Regions from separate parts of the Mus musculus genome. Here region 2 is linked to region 1. A link is a contact called in public promoter capture Hi-C data. All regions are on one chromosome and are shown on one strand. Each heading gives the region's core, a stretch centred on a gene start, on an enhancer-like site or on the middle of the called end of the contact. The rest is flanking DNA. Distances are from core to core; before and after follow the strand shown. Region 1 holds the start of Ccdc93 (coiled-coil domain containing 93). Region 2 holds the start of Tsn (translin).

Region 1 (6,743 bases), core at 2,359-4,858:
CACAGTGGCTATCGAGGCTTTCTCTTACCTTGTCGAAAGGAGACAAGCCTTTAATTCTTGCTCTGAAATAGCCAGCTGCGACCAAGAGCTCCAGGATTTCAGTCAGCTTGACATTCTGTTCTTCGTCTTCTCTCGTCTCCACCTAGAACAAAAGGGATGCACGTAACTGGTAAAGGCCATCTCCACTGAACGGAAATGAAGTAAATCCTTCCGCTGCCAAGAGTCGGATGTTCATATTAGCATGAGGACAAGAGTTCAGATTCCCCAGAACCCATGCAAATCCTGGGCAGGCATGGTGGCCCACCTGTGAGCCCAGCACTTGGAAAGCAAAGACCACAGGCTAGCTATTTATAGCTAGACTAGCCCAGCTAGTAAACTCTAGGTTCAATTGAAAGGCCTTGCCTCAATGAATAAGGTAGAAAAATGGCAGAGTAAGACAACTGATGCCAACCTCAGGTGTCAATATGCACTCACATACATGTGTATTCAAACACGTGTGACCATCTATACACACATATGAACATCCATATACACACGCATACAGGCATGTCTAGACACCACACATGCAAACACACACACACAGGTAAATAAGACAGAATTCCTTCGAGTATTCAGCCATCATGTGTCATAAAGATACTGCCAAGAAGGGGACACTATAGCCCAGAAGGACAATCTCCCACCTCAATTCATTGCATATAGCATCCCCACCGGCTGCCTGTCATTTCAGGATGTACAACTGTATTTTTGAAATAGAACCAATGAAATAAGTTTTTGGCCTAAGACACTGAATGGGGATGTTTGATTCCAAATTCACTTTACACATTAACGCGCTTACACAGAATGGAAAGTGGTCATGTGCTGATATGCAGAGAACAAAAAACCATCCTTCTTGAAACCATAAAACCCCAGCACACTGGATAATACCTCCAGTTACTAACGTAGGACACTGGAGGCCAGAGACGACGGTTTAGTGGTTCAGGGCACATACCGTTCTTCTAGGGGACCCAGGTTCAGTTCCCCAAGCCCACACTAAGCATCTCACCACCACCTTTACTCATCTCTGGTATCTGCCACGCTCGTCAGGACTTCACAGGTACTCAGATTCACTCGCACATACAGACACATGGACATATACGTAAGTAAAGGGAAATAAATTCATAACCAGAGACTGATAGAGATGGATCGCAGAGAGCTCTTAAACAAGGCCAGAGAAGCTCCCATCTGCCCTGCACTGTAGCTCTCAGAAGCTGGAAGGGTCTAGCTATTGCTTTCTTTCATATACACACAAAGGGATTCAAAACCTGACCAGCAGGAGTTAACTGGATTAGTGAGAGCCAGGTGACAGCAATTTTGTTTTGTCTTTTAAGAAAGGGTCTCCTGTGGCCCAGGGTTGGCCTTCTCCATTCCTCTATGTGGACAGTGACCTTGCATTCCTAGTTCTCTTGCCTCCCCAGTGCTGAGATTACAGGCACCCCACCCTCACTGTTCACTGTGCTGGGGACAGAACCCAGAGCTCAGGCACATATGTAAGCACTCTGCCCTAAACCCTCGGTATTTGGAGCTTTTCAACTTTATACTCATGCTAGCTTTTAGCCTTTATATCTTTTTTTTAAGTCTATATCTGTGTGCACACTATAACAGTCATTTTGGTCTTTCTGTGTTTTGCTTTTTCTTTTTTGAGACAGGATCTCACTATGTATGCCCACCCCTCTCATCTCCCTACCCACAGCTGCTCCAGAACTCACGATGTAGAACAAGCTAGAAAAGAGTAACAAATCAGACCCAGCCTCCTGGCTATCTATGAGGAGTCACACCTACTCATGAAAGTGGTGTGTTTATTACTTTTAGAAAAACTTCCACTAGTTTGAAGGAACTAGGGTAGAACTGGAAGCCCTACACAGGACTCCATAGCAGACGGCCAAGAAAAGCCTTAAAGCTGCAACAATAGCCCAGCGCTTGCCTCACGACATGAGGATCAGAGTTCAATCTCCAGGACCCATATAAACACACCAGCCATGGTACTGTGCACTTGTAATCCCAGGGACAGAAAGATCCCTGGGTCTCACTGGCCAACCAATCTAGCCTATTGGGAAGTGCCAGGCCAATGAGTACTTGTCTCAAAGGAGGTTTTCAGCATTCATGAGGGTGACATGGGAGGCTCTATTCTGACCTCCACACATGCTCACATATGCACTTCATCATACAGAGAGAGACAGACAGAGAGAGAGAGACAGACAGACAGAGATTTTTACATGGCAAAGAAAATCTGAACTATTACAACCCAGACCCCATGAAACTTTACCTAACCCAGGGCCACACATACCCACCCTTCATCACCTGGACACAGAACACTTCGACTCTGTAATGAGTAGGATGAAGATGTAACAGAAGGATTTGTGAGGGGCACGGGGAAGCAAGATCGGCGCAGCTGAATAAGAACGGGCACTAGGCACAGTGTCAAATAGGCACACCACACCTCTGCCAAAGCCTGCCTTCCAGCCTTAGAAAGAGATCCAGGTGCCTTAGAGGTGTTCCCTAATTCTCTCTGGAAACTGGGACTCTTCTCTAAGCTCAGAGCTTTGAGTAAAGCAACTAGGAGGACAACTGGAAATCCCACAGCCAAGCTCTAACGGTAGCCCACCGTTAGAGAGTGGTTGCACTTTTCTTCCCAGCCTACGTGGTAGTCCTGTTCATAGGATCGAATGAGTACTGGCTGAGTACTCGACTAAACCATTTCTGAAAAGGTCCTCCCTCCTTAGAACACGCAGCATGTTCCTGTCCCGACACAGGCACCACAGGAGAGAGTGTCCTCAACTCTGTCATCACCCTGATGTGCGCAGAGCTTCCAAACTTCCTTCACCCTCCCCGGCCCGTGGGACGGGGGGAGGGGCAGGAGGCTACAAGCCGGGTAGGTAGCGTGCCTTCCTGACAAAAGGGAATGAAAGGCTGGCCACATGGGTCCCGCAGAAGGTGTGTGTCCCAAGGTCACCGCCCCCTGCACACCGGGAGCAGGACAGTCCCACCGCTCATCTCGTGACTGCTGAGACTCCTAAGCGCAGCAGCCTTGGCCCGGGGGAAGCCAGTCTCGCAATGTGAGGGGCCTCCAGACAACCCGAGATAGGAATTCCCGGGGACCTCGTGATGTGTGAGGTTGCATCTGGGCCGGGATCTGGATGTTTCCTCTGTCCCCAGAGGACCCAGGAACCCTTAAGTTTGCACCCAGCGACACGATGCACCCTGGCACGCCGGGGGACCAGTCAGCTGCCCCTCCAGGGTACCTAGGGCCCGCCTTGGGACAGACACACCTGAGCAACCATAGACAGTGTCCCCGCCACCCCAGGCTGGTCCCTGCCCGCCGCCCTGGGCTCGGCCCTCTCTCCCCAGCAACCCCAGGGTGTCAGGGACAGAGGTCCTCACCTCCGGGAGTCCCTGGCCCTCTGGCCCCTTGGGTAACCCCATGATCCAGATGCGCTGATGTGGAGCCGGAGAGAGCGGGCCCTACAACCGAACTGTGATCCGGGTGGGGTGCAAAGCGGAAACTTCCTTCACAGGAGCTGACACTACCACAGCAGGTCGGAGAACCGTGGCCCCGCGGAGCATGCGCACTAGTGCTGAAGCGAGGAACCACTGCGCCTGCGCAAGGACAGCCAGCACTGCTGGGCGGGGCTGGATCCCGAGTAACCGATCCTCCCCTCAGAGGAGGTGCTGAACTCAAGATTCCTCCTAAGGTACTTTTTCTTTCTTTTAAAAATGTTTCTCTTTCTTTTTCTTTTTTCTTTTCCTACTTTTTCCTTTCTTTCCTAAGTTTTCTTAAAATGCTTTCTTATTGTTCCTCTTTTTTTCTTTTTTTTTTGTTCCTTGAGACAGTGTCTTAGCCAGCCTGGCTTAGCACTTCCTAAGGATGACTTTGTTCCCCTATAGTTTATAGGAATGCGCCACCATGATCAGTTCCTTTTTTTTTTTTTTTTTTTTTTTTTCGTTTACAAAGTAGCACGTTTCCTTATGGCATTTTCATATATCCTTAGTTTTACTTGAACACCCACCCTCTTTTCTCTACCATCTCCTTGCCGGTCCCTTCCCTTCTTAAATCCTTCTACCTCTAGTATTTCTCCCTTCAACTGTTATATCACCAGAGTTCTTTTAACTATTCCCACTTTCTAGTTTCTTGGCCTTCACGGAGCTTCTTAAAAGCTATTTCCCTGTGTCGTGAGGATCTCTTGCCTTCTGGCTCCCTTTCCTTTCCCTGGGTATCAGATTCTGAGTTTGGTTCTTTCCAAGCCTGGCTTGGACAGCTCCCAGCTCCTGAGTCAGTCCCAGCTAAGACCCAGTTCCAGCCATGTTTAACACACTCTTGTGCCAGCTATTAACATGTGGACCTGGGGACAGAGAACTCAAAAAGAGATCATTACATTTGTTCCTTCCTAGTCTCTGCATTTTATTTCCAGGAAAATTTTGTTTTGGAAAATAATCCTCACCCATCTCATCCTGACACCCTGCATCTTTCTGGGGACATGTTTTGTAAAATGCAGAGTCCGGTGATCACATACGATTAGCTGCTGTACCACTTATGCAATGTGCCCCTTGTCTGTCCCAGAGGATGGCAGCTATACAAAAGGGTTGTCTTTTTCCTGCCAGCCCAGCACCTGCTGCAGAACAGCTTACCAGCCTATTTTCATTTTGTAAGAGATGGAGGCAGAAGTGACATGAAGTCTTCTGCTGTAGGAGAGATCTTTACTGAAGGACGGGTGGAAAACTGGAAAAACATATGCTTCTTGCCATTAAAGAGGTTTTGTGTTTGCTTCCTTTCTTCCTCTTAATATCTCTGATAACTTTTGATTGTTTTTTCTTAGATTTATTATTTTATTTTAGGTGTATGACTGTTGTGCCTGTATGTATGCCTACATACCATGTGCATGCCTCTGGCTCAAAGAAATTCGAGGGTATGAGGTTCCCCTGGTACCTGAATTACAGAAAATTATGAGCTATCTCATAGCCACTGGGAATCAAACCTAGGTCCTCTGTAAGAGCAGTAAGAGCTCTTAACTACCAAGCCATCTCTCCAGCTTCTATGATAGCAATTCTTGGGACCATGACTAGGGCAACTCTTTTTTTTTTGGGGGGTGGGTCTCTGTATAGCCCTGGCTGTCCCAGAACTCACTCTGTAGACCAGGCTGGCCTTGAACTCAGAAATCTGCCTGCCTCTGCCTCCAAGCTTTGGGATTAAAGGCGTGTGCCACCACGCCCGGCCTCTAGGGTAACTCTTATAAAGGAAAGCATTTCATTGGGGCTGGCTTACAGTTTCAGGGGTTTAGTCCACTATCATCATGGCAAGAAGCATGGAAGTATGCAGGCAGACTTGGTCCCAGAGGAGCCAAGAGTTCTACATCTTGATTTGTAGGCAGCAGAAGACTGTGTGCCACACTTCATGTAATTTGAGCATAGGAGACCTCAAAGCCTGCTTCTACCATGTCACACACATTTCCTCCACCAAGTCCACACCTATGGCAATAAGGCCACACCTAATCTTGCCACTCCTTATAGTCAAGCATTCAAAGAAATGAATCTATGAAGGCCATTCCTATTCAAACCACCACAGTCTGAAATGAACTACAATCCAGAAGTAGAGAACACACCTGGGAGAGATTTTTCTGCTTGGTCTGAAGTGGGTGAATCCAGTTCCGGTCCAGACCTTTGAGACAGGAAGACACAGCCTTTGACCTGGATCTTGAGGCAGGAAGACACACCTTTAGTATGGGCCACGCCTGTTGCTGGAAGTCTATATAAAGACATAGAAGAAAGGTTTCTGGTTTTTTTGCCTGACTGTTCTCTCACCATGCTAGCACATCCATTTCTTCACTGTCATTAGAACCTACTCTGGGACAACATGTAAACTGAAGACCAGCCGAGACATCCAGCCTTGTGGAACCGAGCAACTTCTGAATTCTTGAACTTTCTGTTCACAGCCAGCGGTTGTTGGATTAGCTAGACTGCAGCCTGTAAGTCATTCCAATAGATCCAATGACTCTCCACAGAGATTAGTTCTATAAGTTCTGTTACTCTAGGGAGCCCTGACTGGTACAGCTCCTATACCTGAAGTCTTCAAAAACTTAAATACGAAGTAAATGTTTGTCCGTGGAGAACTTTGTATTTTGTACTTTGGGGTTTATCCAAACAGAACAATGGCTTCTCTGGACGCAGAGCACACAAGTGGTAGGAAGAGTCTTAAGAACTTCCTGCCCTGACTAAAGGCTGAACCCAGGCTATAAAGTGATTGTTTTGCAAGCATTCAGATCTGAGGATGATCCTCAGAACCCAGTGGAAAATTCCAGGAGCGGTGGAGGTGTGCTTGTATTCCTCTGTTGGGGAGGCAGAGACAGGCCGACCCCTCGGCCTTTCTAACCAACCAGTCTGGGATGAGCAGTGAGCTCCAAGGTGAACCAAAGGAAGAGAAAGTTTCTTGAGCCCCCACATAACGGGAGAACAAAGTGAGGTGCTGAGAAGAGAGCTCTCCCCCTGGGTTAGAGCTCTTGCTCTCACACAGTAAAACTCATGTCTAAAGGGCCCATCCATAACTCTCCAACGACCTCATTTTTATAACCCTAAAACTTTCCATCGCTGACTTGATATATACTGAAAATTGTAGCCATGTGGGGTCAAACATGGACCGCTGCCTCAGGACAGGTGAATTTAAATACCCGGTTGTAGAGTAGCCCACGTCAAAGGTGTCGAGACCTCGGTTCCCC
Region 2 (6,743 bases), core at 2,000-4,499, 3.1 Mb after region 1:
AGTTACAGCAGGGGTTCATGGTCAAACTGGTGTATGGCTGATGTAGGCTGCTCCCAGACAGCAATGGTTCTGTTCAACTTTGAACACATGGCCTTGTGTGCTATCCTGGGCTGCCCTTGAACTCATGATCTTCTTGCTTCCCAATTGCTGAGCTTACAAGCAGATGTAGCCCTCATGCTTTGCTCTGTGAGGTTTAATTTCTGTGTAGTGAGAGCAGTTATTATTTGCTCGTTAGCAAGGCTGTCCTGTGGATCCAAAAGTATGGCACTTTGTGGTGTTTTAATCTAAGGTATCTTTGAATTTTTCACCATTCAGTTCTATTGCTGCACCTAAGTGTTTCCATAATTGCTTTAACAAGCTCGGACCAATTGCAATGGTAGAGATTATGTTTTTATAAATCTGGTCTACTTGGAAGTTCATTTTCTATTATTATTATTGTTATTATTATTATTTTGTTTTTTTGAGACAGGTTTTTCTGTGTAAGAGCCCTGACTGTCAAAGACTCATTTTGCAGATAATGATGGCCTCAGAAACTCAGAGATCTGCCTGCTTTGGCCTCCCGAGTGCTGGGACTAAAGACGTGTGTCACCATAGCAGATTTGGGAATTTATTTTCTAAGTCAGTTGTTTTCTTTCCTTTGGTTCCAGACAGTGCAATGGTAGTATTTTAGTGTTTAAAGACATTTGCCTCCCAACCTGATGACCCGAGCGTGAACTCCAGGTTTCCCATGGTAGAAACAGGAAACTGACTTCTATTTTTTTTTTAAAGATTTATTTATTTATTATATGTAAGTACACTGTAGCTGTCTTCAGACACCCCAGAAGAGGGCGTCAGATCTTGTTACAGATGGTTGTTAGCCACCATGTGGTTGCTGGGATTTGAACTCCGGACCTTCGGAAGAGCAGTCGGGTGCTCTTACCCACTGAGCCATCTCACCAGCCCGAAACTGACTTCTATTGTCCTCTGATCTTCACATATGCCCATACAAACCAAACACACAGACAGTGAGTAAATAGGCGTAATTGAAAAGTTAAGAATAGAGTTAATTTTGAAATAAACTTGTCATTTTTACATTTTATTTGTCAATCAGAGGAGAATTTTTGAGAGTCCATTTGAGAGTGGATAGTACGATGCTCCTAACACCCACAAGCCACTCTTCCCAAATGTTGCTGCTGGAGCCACTGTCCTTGTGTCTACCACATCCTGAACTTGGGTTTTTGGAAACTTTCTCAAAAGGTACTTGAAGAAAATGGCAGCCATGGAAATTTGGTCAAATGATGACTTAAAGCAGACCCTGGTGGTCCATGCTTGTCATCCCAGCATTGGGGAAGTGGAGGCAGGAAGATCGGGAGGTTCATGGCTGTCCTTAGCTTCGTAATGAGTTAAACACTAGCCTAGTTAAGACCCTAATTAATAAAAAACAAGGAAGTGGCCACTCCAAGGTATGGTTGAGAAGGGTTTATTGTAGATATGAAGCTGACAACAAGAGGAGAGAGAGGTGGGAGAGTGAGAGAGGAACAGAAGAGGAGGTGCAAGGACTGGGAGATGAAGAGAGTGTGTAGCCACATTTTTTTTTTTTTTTATAGGGAGGAGAAAGTAGGGGAAGAGAAGCTGAAGCCCAGGCCCTGGGAGAGGTTTGGGGTAGGGGGCTGGTGAGAAGTGTTGGGAGGAGCCAAAGGTTCTGAGATGTGTTTCTTTGAGATCTAACATATTCTTTACCAAAACAAAACAGAAGAACACAAAAGAAGGGATTGGCTGTTGGAATAGAAAAGCTTTAAGATCAAAAGAATCCCTTCTCCCATGCTTAGCAAGGTATCTAAATTCTAAATTCCAGTGAAAGGTAAAGGGCACTTACAATATTCTTTCAAAAAAAAAAAAAAAGCCCACAAGCCTGGCAGTGGTGGCACATGCCTTTAATCCCAGCACTTGGGAGGCTGAGGCAGGCAGATTTCTGAGTTCGAGCTGAGGCAGGCAGATTTCTGAGTTCGAGGCCAGCCTGGTCTACAGAGTGAGTTCCAGTACAGCCAGGGCTACACAGAGAAACCCTTTCTCGACCCCCCCCCCCAAAGAATATTTCTTACTAAGTTATGAGGAAACTGGGTCCAGAACATGATCAAAAACAGTTCCTGTACAAGTGGGTGTCTTGGCTAGTTCCTGCTCCTTCAAAGAATGGTTCTTTTGTAGTTAAAATAGATTTTCTGGGCTGGGGGAGAGTATGAGACTGTCCATCAAAGATTACACATTTATTTACTTGGTGTGTGTGTGAGTGTAGTGTGTGTGTTTGAAGAGGACAACTTGTGGGAGTTGGTTCTTTCCTTCCATCAGACTGTCAGTCTTGGTGACAAACCTTTAACTGCTAAAGTTTGTCAATCTCTCCCTTTCGATGGTTAAGAGCCCTCACGCCACCACAGACGATACTCTTTCAAAGAAATAACAGGAAGTACTCCATCCAAGCTCATTCAGAAAGTGCACTCGGTGATCAGGTGGAGAAGCAGCTGGCAGGAGCTACAAGGTGAACTCTGGCCTCTTCAAGACTGCTCAAGACCAGAGAGATCTTCATGATACTCATTGGGAGGATAGGATAGCTGTGAGGCAGATCATGTACAAGGACTTCAAAGCCCTGAAGCACGTTCATAGCTGAAGTGTAGTCCCTGGTTGAAGGTTACAGTAACACGCTTTTCTTTTCTTTTCTTTTTTTTTTTTTTGGTAGATTTATTTATTTTATGCATATGAGTACATTGCATTTCAGACACACCAGAAGACGGCATTAGTTCCCATTATGGATGGTTGAGAGCCAACATGTGGTTGCTGGGAATTGAACTCAGGACCTCTGGAAGAGCAGTCGATGCTCTTAACCGCTGAGCCATCTCTCCAGACCCGAAGATAATATTTTTATTCATTAATATTTATTTAGATTATAGTCTTTTATTATTTTTCATTTATCGGATTACATTCTCTCGCCATTCTTCCCCATTCAGTTTATGCATGCTCTTTGTTGAGCAGACAGAAGTATAACTTCCCTCCCTTGCTTGAAGTACACAGATAACATGGATAAGCAAACCGCGCCACTCGCTGGCCCCGCCTTCTACGAGCCAAGTGTCCCTAAGGACCCCCCCCCCGCCCCCCCAACCGGCTGTTTTCCTAGATGCCTATCTGCGAATCCCCACCTCCTTAATTGGAGCTGCCTATCAGCCGGCCTACGGCCACGGGCCACTGAAGCCCCTACGTAGGGCTGTTTCCGGAGATGCCTACGTGCGGGCGGCAGGCGAGGCTCGGCCCTGCCGTCGGGATTCTGGGCAAGAGCGCGGCACGGGACTGTGCGCGCGGCGCTTCAGGCATTGCGGCGGGCAGCCCGGGCTCCGGTGCGCCGCGGGTGTGGGAAGACCCCGGCGCCAGCCTTGGCGCAAGGGCTAGTGGACGCGGCAGTGGCGACGGCGACGGGCGTTGCGAGCGAGTCCGCTACTTGTTTGTGGGTCGTACTTCTTCGGCGGTGCTCCGGTGCTGACTGATTGTAGGGCAGCCAGCGCCATGTCTGTGAGCGAGATCTTCGTGGAGCTGCAGGGCTTTTTGGCTGCCGAGCAGGACATCCGAGAGGCGAGCCCCCTTCCTCCCCATCTCCTTTTTTTCTTTTCCTAGCCAGGCTGGTCCAGTTGGCCTGGTCCTGCTCGGTCTCTCGTTTTCAGGCCCGATGGGTTTAGGTTAGGCCGCCTCTTGGTTCCGGATTCGACTTCTCAGCGTCATGTACCTCTTAGAATATCACCTTTCCTAGTTCAGTATTCCAGTCCCAGGCTCGGTTAACGCCCGTGGCTAACCAGCACATCTTTTCTATATTGGCTGCTGGTATTTTTTTTTTTTTAAATAGCACTTGCGGTCTTTCTTTAAGCAAAAAGCTCTTCTGTAGCTTCTCATCCCGCATAAAAAATTTAAAAAAAATCTAGATTCTCCGGTGGCTCACAAGGTCTCTTTCCCCGCTCTCCTTTTATTTACACTCGTTACTGTGTGTGTGTTTAAGTTAACTTTTTATTCGTCTAATGCTCCAGATATTGCTCTGTCTGAGGACCCTTGGTTGTATTATCTGCTTTTGCTGGAATTAGTTTATTTTCTGCTCTCTGGCTGTTTTCCTTTTGCGCGTGAGACAGGATCTTGATGTGTAGTAGCCTTGGGTGACCTCGAACTCGAACCTGTAGCCTTCAGCGTTTTCAGTGCTGAAATTAACACGTGCAAAATTTATAGTCCTTATTTTGACTGCTTTTCTGTTAGCTCCTAAAATCGTGAGAAATTGAGAAAAAAAAACCCATTTATCCGTCCTATTGCTAGAAGGAGTTGCTTGCGTCTCTGATGTTTGCATAATGCCCATAACTAAATGTGCTCAGAGAATGTGTGCAAAATGAATGAATGAAAATCAGTCACCACTTTGTATTTAAGTTTTTGTTCTATAGAGAACATTTACATTGTCAGTTATTCATTTATATAGTGTCTCAGTTGGGTTCTTGAGCAGGTGGCTATTTTTCTTTCACGGCTACTTGTAGAATTTGAGGCTTTTTTAGCAGCTCCTTGAGTTGTGACAAGAAGAAATTACTGGAAGAGTTTGGATTCACACCTGAAGAATCCCTTCTTGTGAAAGTCTGAGAGCTGTGACTGAATGTGAGGGTGTGGTAGCATGTTTGTAGGCGACTCTGCTGAAGATTACACTGACCTTATCTGGCTTTTGTTTTTAATTCTCTCTAGGAAATACGAAAAGTTGTACAGAGTTTAGAACAAACTGCTCGAGAGATTTTGACCCTACTTCAAGGGGTCCACCAGGGTACTGGATTTCAGGACAGTAAGTTTTTTTGCTTTGATGTTTGAAAAAATTTTTAAATTTTTTTGTCCAACATATCACTCTTAAGTCCATTAAAAGGACATACTGAGTACACTTTTGTCATTTATTGTGAGGAGTGTTTATTATGCTTTTATTTATTTATTATTGTGAGTGAAAATTGGAGAATAGGGGTTTGGTCATTTTGAGGATTTACGATATTCTTGATATTTTGGTTGCTTTTCCATGTGTGTATAGTGTGGTTTAAATAGGAATGTTGTTTTGCTATGTTAGTCTATTGGTGTGTGTGTGTGAGAGAGAGAACGGGAGTCTTGCTTTGTTGCCCAGGCTGTGTTGAGTTGTGTTCCTCTCACCTGAACCTCAGACTTCAGTGAGTTTCATTACAGTTGGCACATGTGAGTCTTTGTGTGTATTTTAATGAATGATTCTAATGATTGAATGCCTTTTTTTCTTTAAATTTTTTTTCTATTTTTACTTTCTTTTTTTGAATGCCTTTTAATATACATTTGTAGATAATAAAGTGCCAGGTATAAAATGTTTTAAAATTCATGTTTATAGTCAGCCCTTTGTTGAGATTCTAATATGTCAAGTTAGACATGAATCCCTTTGTACAATGCAGCCAGCATAGCTGAGAGCTGAAGTTATTTTCTGATACACAGCTTACAGGTTACCAAGGCAAGTCATTTATGCAATGATGTAAAATTTATCAATCTGAGAATAGTCAGTAAAGTTCTTTTTTTTTTTTGACCATGGGAGGTAGAAATAGTCTTGATTTTTGGTGTGTGAGGACTTACAGGAAAAGTAGCTGAGGACTAATGGCCTCAGATTTCAAGGTGATTAATGCCCACATAGACTCCATAGATGATTTAGCAAGAACTACATTGGCAATTTGGTAAGTTTTTCATTATTAAATTTTGTTATCTTTTATGATCAGTTCCAAAGAGGTGCTTGAAAGCGAGAGAACATTTCAGTACAGTAAAAACACATCTCACGTCCCTGAAGACCAAGTTCCCCGCTGAGCAGTATTACAGGTTTGTAAGAAAAACAGTGCTCATTTAGAGCATTATATTTTTGTTTAAAGAAAGGAGAAATAGAGGTATTGAATAATTATGAATTAGTGACTTCTGCTTACGAATAGGCAGAAGTCTTTGTAGAAATAACAACAAAGAATCGCATTGATAATGGTGTCAGGAAAACTAGTGTTTTAATATTTCCTTTTTTTTTTTTTTTTAAACTAAAGACAATTTGTAAGGTAACCATTGCTTTTTAAAAAAATTGCTATTTTTTGAGATTGTAATTTGATTTCAACATTTCTCTCTTCCCTTCGTTCTTCCAAGCTTTCATATCCCCCCTCCATTCTTTTTCAAATTCATGACCTCTCTTCTTGCTAGTTTGCAAGAAGAGATATGCATATGTATATTTTGACCCTATTTCAGGGTGTCTATTGGGGCACTGGGTTTTAGGACAGTACGATCTTTGCTATGATTTTCAAGATTTTTATCCAATTTTATCAAACTCTAATAAGTCACTTTCTATTAAGAAGACATGCTCAGTAGGTCTGTGTCATTTTTTGTATGAAACATCCGTTATGCTTTCTTTATAGTGAGTAAAGTTGTTATACATTGTTGAATGTTCAGTATTCTTTTTTTTTTTTTTTTTTTGGTTTTTTGAGACAGGGTTTCTCTGTGTAGCCCTGGCTTTCCTGGAACTCACTCTGTAGACCAGGCTGGCCTTGAACTCAGAAATTTGCCTGCCTCTGCCTTCCAAGTGCTGGGATTAAAGGTGTGCGCCCCATGCCCAGCTTGAATGTTCAGTATTCTTAATTTTAAGATTATACTATTTTTATATCAGTAGTGAAGAAATACTGCTAGTTTTGATTATGAAATACAGCTTTAAAAATGATTTGGGTTTTATAGACATTAAA

What was found. Capture Hi-C pulls out chosen DNA fragments and counts their contacts.
Region 2: a contact with region 1 is called in a promoter capture Hi-C map of liver. The contact joins the promoter of Tsn here to the promoter of Ccdc93 in region 1. A contact is called at or near these places in 2 of 484 Hi-C or Micro-C datasets (CD4 T cells and CD8 T cells) and 2 of 9 other capture datasets (adipose tissue and liver).

What each region holds. Positions count from the first base shown.
Region 1 is chr1:121,427,932-121,434,674 of GRCm38.p6, reverse strand. Ccdc93 (coiled-coil domain containing 93) reads right to left here and starts at 3,608. Exons shown (of 24, transcript NM_001025156.2): 1 at 3,418-3,608; 2 at 29-142. The coding sequence starts at 3,459. Gm35243 (a long non-coding RNA gene) reads left to right here and starts at 3,607. Exons shown (of 2, transcript XR_387343.4): 1 at 3,607-3,728; 2 at 4,446-6,743.
Region 2 is chr1:118,307,852-118,314,594 of GRCm38.p6, reverse strand. Tsn (translin) reads left to right here and starts at 3,249. Exons shown (of 6, transcript NM_011650.4): 1 at 3,249-3,594; 2 at 4,729-4,822; 3 at 5,754-5,850. The coding sequence starts at 3,529.